Linked DNA regions of Mus musculus: regions 1 and 2 are each linked to region 3. A link is a contact called in public Hi-C and HiChIP or PLAC-seq data. All regions are on one chromosome and are shown on one strand. Each heading gives the region's core, a stretch centred on a gene start, on an enhancer-like site or on the middle of the called end of the contact. The rest is flanking DNA. Distances are from core to core; before and after follow the strand shown.

Region 1 (3,505 bases), core at 448-2,947, 120 kb before region 3:
GGAAGACAGCATTCTCGGGGGGTGGGTGGGGGTGGGGGATGCCCAGGGTAGACTGTCAGAAGTGTCTGCCTGCAGGAGGAAGGAACTTCAGACCTGGGAAAGGAAGCAAGGCCTCTTTTCTTACACACTACACAGCAGAGTGCCAGCTGGGTCTGAGGGAGGCGGTCTGGATGACGGGGTGGGTGAGTGAGGTGGTCTGGAAGATGGGTGGGGGATGGAGTCAGAAGTTGCTGCTGAGGCTGACATTCCCATGTTTTACCCTATGTTCAAATTTCCACAGTGGCTGTTTTAAAACAAATTTTAAGTTAGTTTTCCTCCTATACTTTACTTAGATATACAATAACGGGTTTATTGTGGTATTTACAAGTGCGTGCACTTGTGCATATGTGTATATGTGTGTGCATATGTCTCTTTAATTGTTCTGATTCATCCCCCTCTCTGACAGCTTTCCACTCTGCCCCACCCAACTCCAGCTGTTTCCTTTGCTTCCCTCAGGCCTCCCTTCTGATTTCATGTCGCATGTATGCCATTACACTCTCTTTCCCCTTCCCTTATGATCTTTCTCCCTTCTCATGGTTCTCTTTTATGCTTTATGATCCATAAATACACACACACACACAATTTAAAGTCTATATTCAATAATCACTTTATATAACTAGATAAATATACCTACACATATTGACATTTTAGAATATCCAGCATAGAAGGCCATGCATGCTGTAATCTCAGCAGCTGGGAGGCTGAAGCAGGAGGATTGTGAGTTCTAGGTAAGCCTGGACAATATCAAGTATAGTGTATTTATTTAATGTCGTCAGCACTTGGAAGACTGAGGCAGGTAATCACCATGAGTTTCAAGGCCAGCCTGGTATATAAAGTTAGTTCCAGGCCAGGGACACATAGTGAAACCCTGTCTCAGAAGGGGGCTGTTGTGATGGCTCAGCAGGCAGTCACTTGCCAACAAGCCTGAAGATTTGGCTCAACCCTGTGATCCACATGGTAGAAAAAAAGAGCTCACTTTAACAAGTTACCATGAGTGGTTGCATCTACTCTCACATACATACATACACACACACACATACAGGAACCAAATGTAATAAGAATGTTTAAATGAGAGAAAAGCAGGGACAGAGTGATGCAGAGATAGGAGAGAGGGACATGAGAGTAAATCTCCCCTTCCCCAAAGAAAATCTATATTGACATTGTATACGCTTCTGATTAATTTTTTAATGCATATGAAGTTCCCATTTGTTAAGCCATTATTTATAAAAGACAAAATAAGTGGCGGAAGATACCTAGAGGCCTGCCTGCCCCGTGGCTCCCGCTTCGAGTAGGCCCACAATACTTACAATGTGCAAGTATGTGGTGGAGAGAGGGGAGAGAGAGAAAAGCTAAGTGGTTTGAGCCCTGTGGAGAGAAGGGGAACTGGAGACGCAAGGGTGGAGAGGAGCAGCCTGATGGGAGTGGCCTGCCCTACCACTGCGGCTGGTCCAGATCCAGGGCTTTGAGTTCGCTCACATCAACATCTACCCTATCTATGAACCACCAGAACACGTGAAGGGGCCAGTCCTGCAGGACCAAAGCTGCAGGATCTCCATGGCACAGGACAACAATAGGATATCCAAGGGAAGTCCTGGTGAGGATCCAGAACTGATAGTGTAGCAGAAGCCAGAGGCCTCCAACCAGACCACTGACTCAGTGCAATGAACACTTACAAGTATCTGCTATGTGTGAACAAAGGGTATATTGTGGGACCTCCTGACATACTGCAGTTTCCACAAGGAGATATCTTTTGCTTGTTTGCTTTTTATTTTATTTTTTTATATTTTATTTTAGAGAGGAGGTCAGAAGGGTAGAGGGCAGACACGAAGGGACAGGGAGACAAAGAATAGGATTGGGGTGCATGGTGTGAAATCATTACAGGTTTCTCATTATTTGAGAAAGCAATCCTCTTATGTGAAGGGAACATAAGACAAACTCAATGATTAAAATCTGTTTTAGTGTAAGTCAAAACACCTCCAGCTAACAGCAAACCATTGAAGCAATGGCAATCTAAATTCAAGCCACAAGGATACAGACTATACTTCCTCCAAAGAGGAGGTCCGAGTCAGTATTGAACTTCACTGGGGTGGGTGGGGGCACACATTCGCTTTTCTCACTAAATTCTAAATGGACACTGCTACCCAGTGCAAAGAAGCCAAGAGGTGTGCCTAAAGGGGGTGGCTGTTACTGCTGCAGGGGCCCTCCTGCCTGATACCAAAAGCACCTTTAAAAAGAGCAAGAACATGACTCGAACCCATACTATATTCCACTCAATACACCTAAGCAGAACACAGCAATACTCAAGGAAAGTTGTGGGTTGACATTTTGGTTTAAAAAGGAACACTGCAACCCACACCTACGCCTCAGGGACGACGCCTCTCTTCCTTTGACAGCCAATGTCCTCTTTGTTAGAGATGTTTCTAGCACTAAAACACGCAGGTTACCCTAAACACCATGTTAAAGTGTTTTGACCTAAGTGTCCTGAAGACAAGTCCAAGAGGTCTCCTGCAGATAAGCATTAGGGAGCTGAAGGGTAAATAAGTAGGGTCTTGAAAGAGGCTACATCTTACACCTGTCACTTTTAAAAGACAGTTCTTACGTTCATGAATCTAAGAGACTACCACACAAAACACCTGGCACTTGTAAAGGCCATCAAAATCAGATCGGCGGTGGCAATTTGCTCCTACCTCAGTTTAGTTCCTTCAAAAAACAAGCTACACCTGAGATGAAGCTGACATCTACAGGCCAGGAGCATCTGAGCCTCTGCCGCTTGTCTAGGGAGGGAGTTTTCCCGCAACCATAAAGCTTGCTATTCTAACTATCCTTCTGGACAAATGTTATCAGATCATGTAGGGCAGCATAAACCTAATCAGAGTTAGAATGAAATTAAGTGGTGTGGATTTCTTAATTTCCAGTACTTGTGTGGACACCAAGTCACACAAGTGACTATTGTTAGCTTTCCTCCATGTTGTGAAATGACATCTACCAAGGAAGAAAGATCTATTTTTACATGATCAATGCCAGAAAATGCTTCCTCTTTGGCCAGGAGTCTCTTCCCTACGGTGCTCTACTTGAGGGACAAGGGACATTCGTGCCTTTTCTGCTGTTCTCCTGAACCCACAGCAGGACTCTAGTGCCCAACCCTCCCTCCCTTGGGGAGTATGCTACTCTCCTTTAGTTCTCTTCCTCAGCACAAGTGGGTTTCAGTCTCCGAGCTCAGGACTAGGCCTGTCACCTGCAGAACAAGCTCAATGTGTAAAGTGGATAGTCGGCATGGCCTCTATTTGTCCTCTTTTTGATGTATTTCACAATTTAGCCCACAACCCAAGCAGAGATTGGTTTCCTCCAAGCACCAACAAATGCACCATCCCTTCCTCATGGCGCATTTTTAGTGAAAAAAAAAATCACAATAAAAACAAACATTCTAGCTCAGGGCCATTTTCACAGTTTCAATTTTTACCTCTGA
Region 2 (3,336 bases), core at 652-3,151, 130 kb after region 3:
GTTGTTGTTACTGCTTCAATCTCATTGCTTATAACAAGTCTGTTTGAGTTGGTTTAATTTTGGCAGATGCTATATGTCTGGGAATTTATCTGTATTTTTTAGATGTTGCAAGTTATCCTGAGAATTTCATTGGCATCAGTTGCAAAGAATCCCCTTTCAAATCTAAGTTTACTAATTTGTGTCTTCTCACACTTTCCTTTGGTTTAGCTTAGGCATTGTCAATTATGTTTATTTTCTCAAAGCAACCTCTCTTTGTTTCATTTATTCTTGGTTTACTGTTCTTTTCACTTCTGTCTCATTAGTTTCTTCCCTGATCCTTATCATTTATTTCCACTTAGTGAGTGGGTTTAGCTTATTCTTGTTATTCTAAGAGCCTATGATAAGTGCATCATTAAACTATATCAGACAACTTAAAGTATTTATAGTCATAAACTTCCCACTTAAAATGGATTTCCTTGTAAGTTAGAGGTTTTAATAAGTTTTTTTCATTTCATTTGATTCTAGAAACTTAAAAAAAATTTTCCCTAGATTTATTCATTGATCCACACATCTGGCAAAAGTATATTTTTCAGTCTCCATGAGTTTTTATTTCTTTTTTTCCAGCATAATATTTTTATTGATTCTTTGGGAATTTTACACCATGTACCTTGATAACACACATTTTCCAGTCCTTCTGTGTCTGACTCCTGACCCCTGTGACCACCTCCCATGAACACTAAAATAGAAAAGGAAAAAAAAAAAACCTCAAGTGCAAATTGTGTTATCTATATATTTACCAGAGCATGGTCAAACTCTCAGTGGCCTGCTCCTTAAATAGAAGCAGTGTCTCTTACTTCTACTTGGTAGATCAACTTCCAACTTTTGACTCTTAGTCTGTGAGTATCTTTGCCCATGTGGTGTGTTTCATTGAGACAAGAGATAATTGGATCTTGCCTTTTAATCTAGCCAGTTAGTCTGTGGGTTTTTATTGGAGAGTTGAGGTTATTTACATTTAAGTTATTATTGATTGGTACTTGCCAATTACTATAATTTATTTTAGTTATATTTTGGTTATTTGTTTATTCTTTTCTATTTACCTTATTAGAATCAGAGATTTTTCTGGTTTACTGTATTGGGCATGGTTGACTCCTGCAAGCTTTCCTTTGTTCAACTATCCTCCCATGAGATTTTTCTTCTGTGTGCTGTTATGACTGAGATAGTCTTTCTCTTCTGTGCATAGTATTATTTTAAGTATCTTCTGCAGTATTGGCACAGCAGTCACATACTGTGTTAGTTTGTGTTTGTCACATAGTGACCTTATTTCTCAATTAATTTTGAAAGATAAAATTTTACATATAGAAATATTGATTGTTAGTTACTTAGTTTCAGGGGTTGAGATATATCATTCCATGTTTCTTGGTTTTTAGGTTTGCAGACAAGAGGCCTGATATATTTTGATGTGTTGCTTTTGTTAGTGAGTTAGTTGCTCTTTTTCTCTTACAGCTTTTAATATTATAACTTTGGTTTATGTTTTTGGTATATTGACTTCAAAAGATCAAATATTCTTCAGCTTATTGGAGGATCCACATGTGCTTGCGAGAACTTTAGACTTTTCAACTCCACAGTGTGAAAGACAGGTAGATGGCTGCAGAGGTTCATTCACCTACTGAGCTCAGGCTCTGGGCTGTCAAATTCCAATGTTGTTCTCAGTTAGAGAGGGAGGGCTACTTTTTTCTGTAATAGGACTCACTTCCTGAGCCCAACTCCCTGATGCTTGTATCTTCTCAGCTTGAAAAGGGTAGGGAAGGGAGAGGCAAGGTACAAGAGGCTGCTGTCCATGACTGCCTCCAAGGAGTCCCTCTTGGTGCTATGGCAAGTTAGACTCAAGCTTCCTGATTTATGATTGTTCCTGTCCTCAAGTGCTCTGGGTAGTGTATTTTTACACAGCAGGGTTGAAGATAGTGCACAGCTACCAAGTTGTACTGAGTGACAAAATGGAATTTTTGTGCCCTTGTGGTGACCTGTCTGTTAGAGGAATCACTGTCCCACTAAAGCCTGTAAGGAATTTGAAGCTTGAGAGGGTTGTGGGTTTTCCCCAAGGGAAGGACTGCTAATCTGTTTCCATCAGGGCCTGGAATGGGGTTTTTGCTTTTCTTCCGAAAGCCAGGAGCTGAGTTGTTGGAGCTCAGTTCAGCCTGGGCCACCTCCTGTTGATTTCGTTATCTTGTGTCCAACACTCTGCATCTGTTCTAGCACACTCTTGGTGGATTTCTGAAAGGTCTTCTCTTTCTGAGTCTTCAACATGTCTACTTTTCTGATTCAGAATCTTTACCGTGTCACACGGAGGCAACTAGAACTCTACCATCTTACCCAGATCTGCATTTTATCAAGATCCCAGGTGACTGGTGTGCACAAGTGAAAAATGCCAGAGCTCAAACTCTCTTAGGGCTGTTGATAAAATTATAAACACTAGAATGAGCTTGAGAATCAGCTGTCTTGCAGCATGTGGATCTGGCCACTCAGGGATGGTATCCCCCAGGGATAACAAAGAACTGCTGCATGTGGACAATTACTGAATTCAGGTCAGATTATTTACAGCTGACAAGTGCCCATTCTGTATCAGGAAGTCGAACACTTACAAAGTAAATATAATTCAGTCCTTTTCCTCTAGAAGTTGACAGGCACAGAAGTCAACAGTGTCGGGATACTGACATAAGTGCCATGACAAATGATGGGTAGCCTGAAGGGGCACTGGTCTTAAATGCCAGCCCTGGAGTGGTATAGTCTTGGGCAAGTAAAAAATTTTGTGCTTGGTAAATGAGATTGCACTGCCTGGTATTCAGGGCCGCTTGCAGACAAGTGAATGAGTGTATGCACATTTCTGGTGATGCCGTAGTGGGGTTAGAGAAGGACTGAGATGGAGAACACTATAGTGCTTTCTGATTGGATACTCAGACTCATGCATTTCTTTATAATTGCTTTAGGCAGGCAGACAAGGGGAAAGTCGATATGGCCAGAATTAGACAGAAACCTCTTGGCAGCAGTGGCAGCTGAAGTTGGAATTAAATGGAACTATTAAAGAATTTGAACCTAGAGGTCTGGGGCGAGCAGAAGATACAAAATCCTTTGTAAACCAACCTCTGTGCTTGGACTTTGTAATAAGAGAGAGATGATCTGTCAGTGTTAATTTGGATCAATGAGACTAGAATCCCAACTCTTTCTGACTTTGGTTTTGGGGTGGTCTGTAACCCTGTTGGGGAGGTGTCTGGAATGTGTGGAGCAGTTCCTTTCAATGATGGGTGGTGGGTGCTAGACCACCCAGGGGTTTCTCTGAAAAGCAGTCAAGGAGAAATGAGC
Region 3 (3,815 bases), core at 1,205-3,704:
ATGTAGGGATTATCTAGGCAGATTTCTAGAAAAGACCTTGGAGCTATCGTCAGATACCCCAGTGAGAGGAAAAGAAGACGGAAGGAGAAAATGTAAGGGGCCCAGGAAGATCCCATCTGACACAATGAGACCTTGGTTGGGAAAACCCACAAACAGCACAGGGACAGGGGGCCTCTCATGTCCCCCAGACCACAGCCACCTGGGTGCAACATGGAGCAGCCAGCTGGGAGGAGGGTCTGGACTAGGAGGGCTCAGCCTGAATGCACACATTCATCTCTGGGCCTGCAGGGCCTGCACTGGTTTTGAAAATCTAGCTGGCTGTGGTTGTGGAGGGCTGGAGAGGTGTAAGGAATTTCAATTTCCTTCACCAAATGGCAAGCTTGTGAAAAAGTCCTTTCTCTCTAACATTATCACATACTAAAGAGGAAAAGCCAGCCACTGAGCTTTCAAGAAGAGGGAACTAGGTGGGCTGCCTAGCTCACAGAGAGAGGAAGATTCAGAATTGAGACTTCTGAAAAAATCTCACAGCACATTCTGTGTCAAGACAATGCTGGCTTGGAGTTCATCTGTTTCAAACAAAATGAGAGAATAGAGAAAAGCACCCCCCCACACACACACACCCATATAATAACTACAATTGTATGCTTCAAATCCACTTGAAAGCTGAATCCCAAATCCACTTGTGTCAGTGAACAGAAGTTGGACAATACTTTTTTCTTTTTCTCTTTCTTCCTTTCTTTCTTCCTTTCTTTCTTCCTTTCTTTCTTAGATTTTTTAAAATTACCATACAAGTACTAAAAACCATTATGCATTTCTAAACAGGGTAATTTTAAAACCCCTTATCTCAAAATATGTTCTTTGAGATAACTGCATAGCTCAGAAACAACAGCAATAACAGATAAGAGAACAGGAGAAGGTGCTAAAGTGGAGAGAGTTGAAAGACACAGTAACACTCCTGGTTTAGGGCTGGCAGATCACAATCTGGCATAATCAGGGTGGCCAGGCCAGGGAGTTTAGAGGCTTGGAAGTAAGCTATTCCTGGCCAGGCCACCAAGTAGTTGTGTCCATAGAATCTTTCTGAATCTCTTCCACATTAAAAGAGAAAACAGTTGTTTTCCGAGATTCTTTTCTTCTATAGCACCCCACCCCCCATCAAGCCCCTCTCCCAATGGCCACTACACAGGGGCCTTCCAACGGCCCGCCAAGAAGACCTGGCCACTCAGGCTAGGATAGACATGAAACTGGCCTAAGAATTACATGCTGTGTTTTACAATCTCAAAACATTACTCAGCAATCCTGTACCACTGCTATCCCAGAAGCAATCCTGCTAACACAACCTGATGGAGTCGATGGAAGGGGGGAAATGGTCTTTTGCATCTGTACAGCTAAGGCTAAGGTCAAGTTAACTTGGTCTAGACCTGGCTAAGCCTTTCCTTGATAAAAAGAACCCGCCCTACGAGGGCGTGAGATGATGTCTCTGGATGGATTAAACAGCAGAAAACCAGATACCAGCTAGTTTCTTTCTTTCTATTTTTTTTCTCGCTCTCGTTTAAACTTACTGTTGCTCTCATAAAAAGCATCAGGTTCCAAAATGGTACAAGCGGAAGAAGACATAAGGCACTTCTCAGCTCCCAAGGGGAATTACCACTCCCCCCCCCCCCCCCATTCCCTGTTTCTTTTCCTTTTAAGTGGTCTGGGGCCTGCCAGGCAGCGCCATGTCCAGGCCGGGACCCGCGCCGAGGGGAACTTTCCTCCGCTGCGCCCGAGACAATGCGGCGGCCAATGCCCGCGCCTCCCCGCCGCGCAGGGAGAGAGCGCCCCTGGAGAACCGGGAAAAGTGCCGAGGAGAAGGAAAGCGCCCCCAAGGGCCGGGAGAGCACCCCAGAGGAGAAGGAGAGAGTCCCAATGGGAGGGGAGAGTGCCCGGGAGGACAGAGAAAGCGCCCCAGCGGACTCCGGGAGCGCCCCGGCGTCTGCCCGGGCCTCCTCCCGGAGCGGGGAGCCTTGCGCCCCGGGCGCACACCCCCAACCCGGGTCTCCTCCGCGGAGCAGGGGAACGTGCGCTCCGGCGCTGCGGCTGCGGAATCCCCGGGCCGCCCGGCCAACCCCTGCAGAGCCGGCCGCGCGCCCCGCACGCCCCCGGCTGGTGCTCTGCGGACGGACGGGGACACCCGGAGCCCACAGGGGGTGTGCGGGTGGCCGTGCAGCGCCCCACCGCGCCTGTTCCCGCCGCCCCGCCGCCTCGCCACTCACCGGGACCGGGCGGGCCGCTGGGCATTATTCCATCGCGGGCGCGGCGAGGCCGGGCGAGGCGCGGGAGCCGAGCGCGGCGCAGGAAGGGGCGGGCGACCATGTGCCGAGGAGGGGGGAGGAGGAGGCCGGCGACGCGGAGCCGCTCTCTCGAGCCCGCTCGGCGGCGGCGGCGGTGGCGGCGGCGGGAGCGGGCTGCAGGAAATCCAAACACTTCGGCAGGAAATCGGAATCCTGACTAAGCACTCCCGGCCCGCGGCTGCCCCGCTCCGGGGGCTCCCGCCGCGTTTAACCCTTGGCCCGCCGGGCACACTTCAGGGCACAGGAGTATAGGGCAGTGTAGGAGATTCATGGGGTGGGCCTCCTTCTTGGCCACAGAAGGCAGAGGTGGGGCTTATCAGCAGAGAACCTTGGCCTTGAAGTGGGGCTTGCTAAAGCTGGGACACCAAAAGACTGTGGCCTCTCTCCCATCCTGCACTGTCTTCTCCTAGGCTACTTTCTCCTGTTCCTTTCCGTGGATTTCTATCTTCTTACCCAGTGCCTGGAGGCAAAACCTTTTGGATAGCACAGAGATGATCTGGCTAGCATTCGAGCATTCCAGGCTCTGAACCCTGGTTGGAAAATGGCCTTTTTCTCTTTCCTGCAAGTGATACTTCCTTGAGGCTTAGTTTCCCAATCAAGAAAGGAGTGTTCGTAGACTTAATTTGAAAACAAGATGCTTAGACTGGCATGTTGGAGACATCAATGATATCTGTGCTTGGGTATTACTGCACACTAGAGATGTCAGAGAAGGGAGGCTTCTAACTTGTGGGCTGTGTGTTCTGCATGTCTGTGTGGACCTAGCTCGGGGGCAGGTCTGGCCCAAGGGTGTCAGTTTCTCCCTAATTACTGGTGATTATTTTTCTTTGAGTCTTCCAGAAACTGCTGTCTGAAGAAGAAAAGATCAGCCACTGCGTAGTAGAGACCCCTTTCTGGTAAAATTAGAAACTCACCAGGCCTCACAAGATTGGAGATTTTGTTCTTAACCTGAGGGTGGGAGACTTGGGGGGAGGGCGCGTTAATAAGCCTTGAGCTGCTCCAGGGGGGTTAGGAGAACTAGCCAGGGAGTCTGGGCTGCCATGGGGAGTGATTCATTGTGGTTTCCCGAGGAAATGCCACACTTTACCTGTAGGCTGCAGTTTGGTGGTTTTACTTGAGTGTTTGAGATTCCTCTGACTCTCAAGACATAGAGGAAGGACCGCGTGTGGGCAAGTGAGAACTGAAATGACCATGCTGGGAACTGAAACTTGGGTACCAGCTCTATCTCCCAAGGACAAACAGACCTGTGCTTGGCACCCAAAGGCATGTCTCTTCTTCAACACTTTCTGTAGTTACAGGTCACAGGTAAAGCTCCAAGCTGGGCCCCAAGAACCTGGAATGCCTGCCCCTCATAGCCACCATCCTATTGGAAAGAACCTCTACCCAACTGAGGTCGGCAGATAAATCACAGAGCAGAAGTCGGGCCCTCACAGTTCACCGTTTGATCCACTGTGTCTGACACCCCCACATCCTCACCACCCGCACCTC

The links. Hi-C and Micro-C count contacts between places; a contact is called where the count stands out from the background. HiChIP or PLAC-seq counts read pairs in DNA pulled down with a chosen protein or histone mark.
Region 1: a contact with region 3 is called in an HNF4G HiChIP or PLAC-seq map of pancreatic cancer cells. The contact joins the enhancer-like site here to the promoter of Asap1 in region 3. A contact is called at or near these places in 2 of 39 promoter capture datasets (liver and macrophages), 3 of 484 Hi-C or Micro-C datasets (the N1E-115 cell line, nephron progenitors and uterus), 2 of 115 datasets of contacts at active chromatin or transcription factors (microglia and pancreatic cancer cells) and 1 of 9 other capture datasets (adipose tissue).
Region 2: a contact with region 3 is called in a Hi-C map of the C2C12 cell line, with 3 times the contacts expected there. The contact joins the enhancer-like site here to the promoter of Asap1 in region 3. A contact is called at or near these places in 5 of 39 promoter capture datasets (the 3T3-L1 cell line, hippocampal neurons, liver and 1 more), 18 of 484 Hi-C or Micro-C datasets (the 3T3-L1 cell line, the C2C12 cell line, the C3H10T1/2 cell line and 12 more), 4 of 115 datasets of contacts at active chromatin or transcription factors (the NIH/3T3 cell line, embryonic fibroblasts, pancreatic cancer cells and 1 more) and 1 of 9 other capture datasets (adipose tissue).

What each region holds. Positions count from the first base shown.
Region 1 is chr15:64,258,749-64,262,253 of GRCm38.p6, forward strand. The region is part of intron 3 of Asap1 (ArfGAP with SH3 domain, ankyrin repeat and PH domain1); the gene reads right to left. Among named protein-coding and RNA genes, the nearest start is that of 1700010G06Rik, 54 kb to the right of the region's middle. Within about 2 kb of position 1,698, at least 38 of the 459 cell types and tissues checked have an H3K27ac peak or open chromatin away from gene starts, as enhancers often do. A contact at or near this core is called in adipose tissue, macrophages and pancreatic cancer cells, where this site is marked.
Region 2 is chr15:64,508,845-64,512,180 of GRCm38.p6, forward strand. No RefSeq gene overlaps it. Among named protein-coding and RNA genes, the nearest start is that of Gm46509, 7.0 kb to the left of the region's middle. Within about 2 kb of position 1,902, at least 17 of the 459 cell types and tissues checked have an H3K27ac peak or open chromatin away from gene starts, as enhancers often do. A contact at or near this core is called in the C2C12 cell line, the C3H10T1/2 cell line and the N1E-115 cell line, where this site is marked.
Region 3 is chr15:64,380,465-64,384,279 of GRCm38.p6, forward strand. It overlaps Asap1 (ArfGAP with SH3 domain, ankyrin repeat and PH domain1), which reads right to left and starts at 2,455. Exons shown (of 31, transcript NM_010026.3): 1 at 2,253-2,455.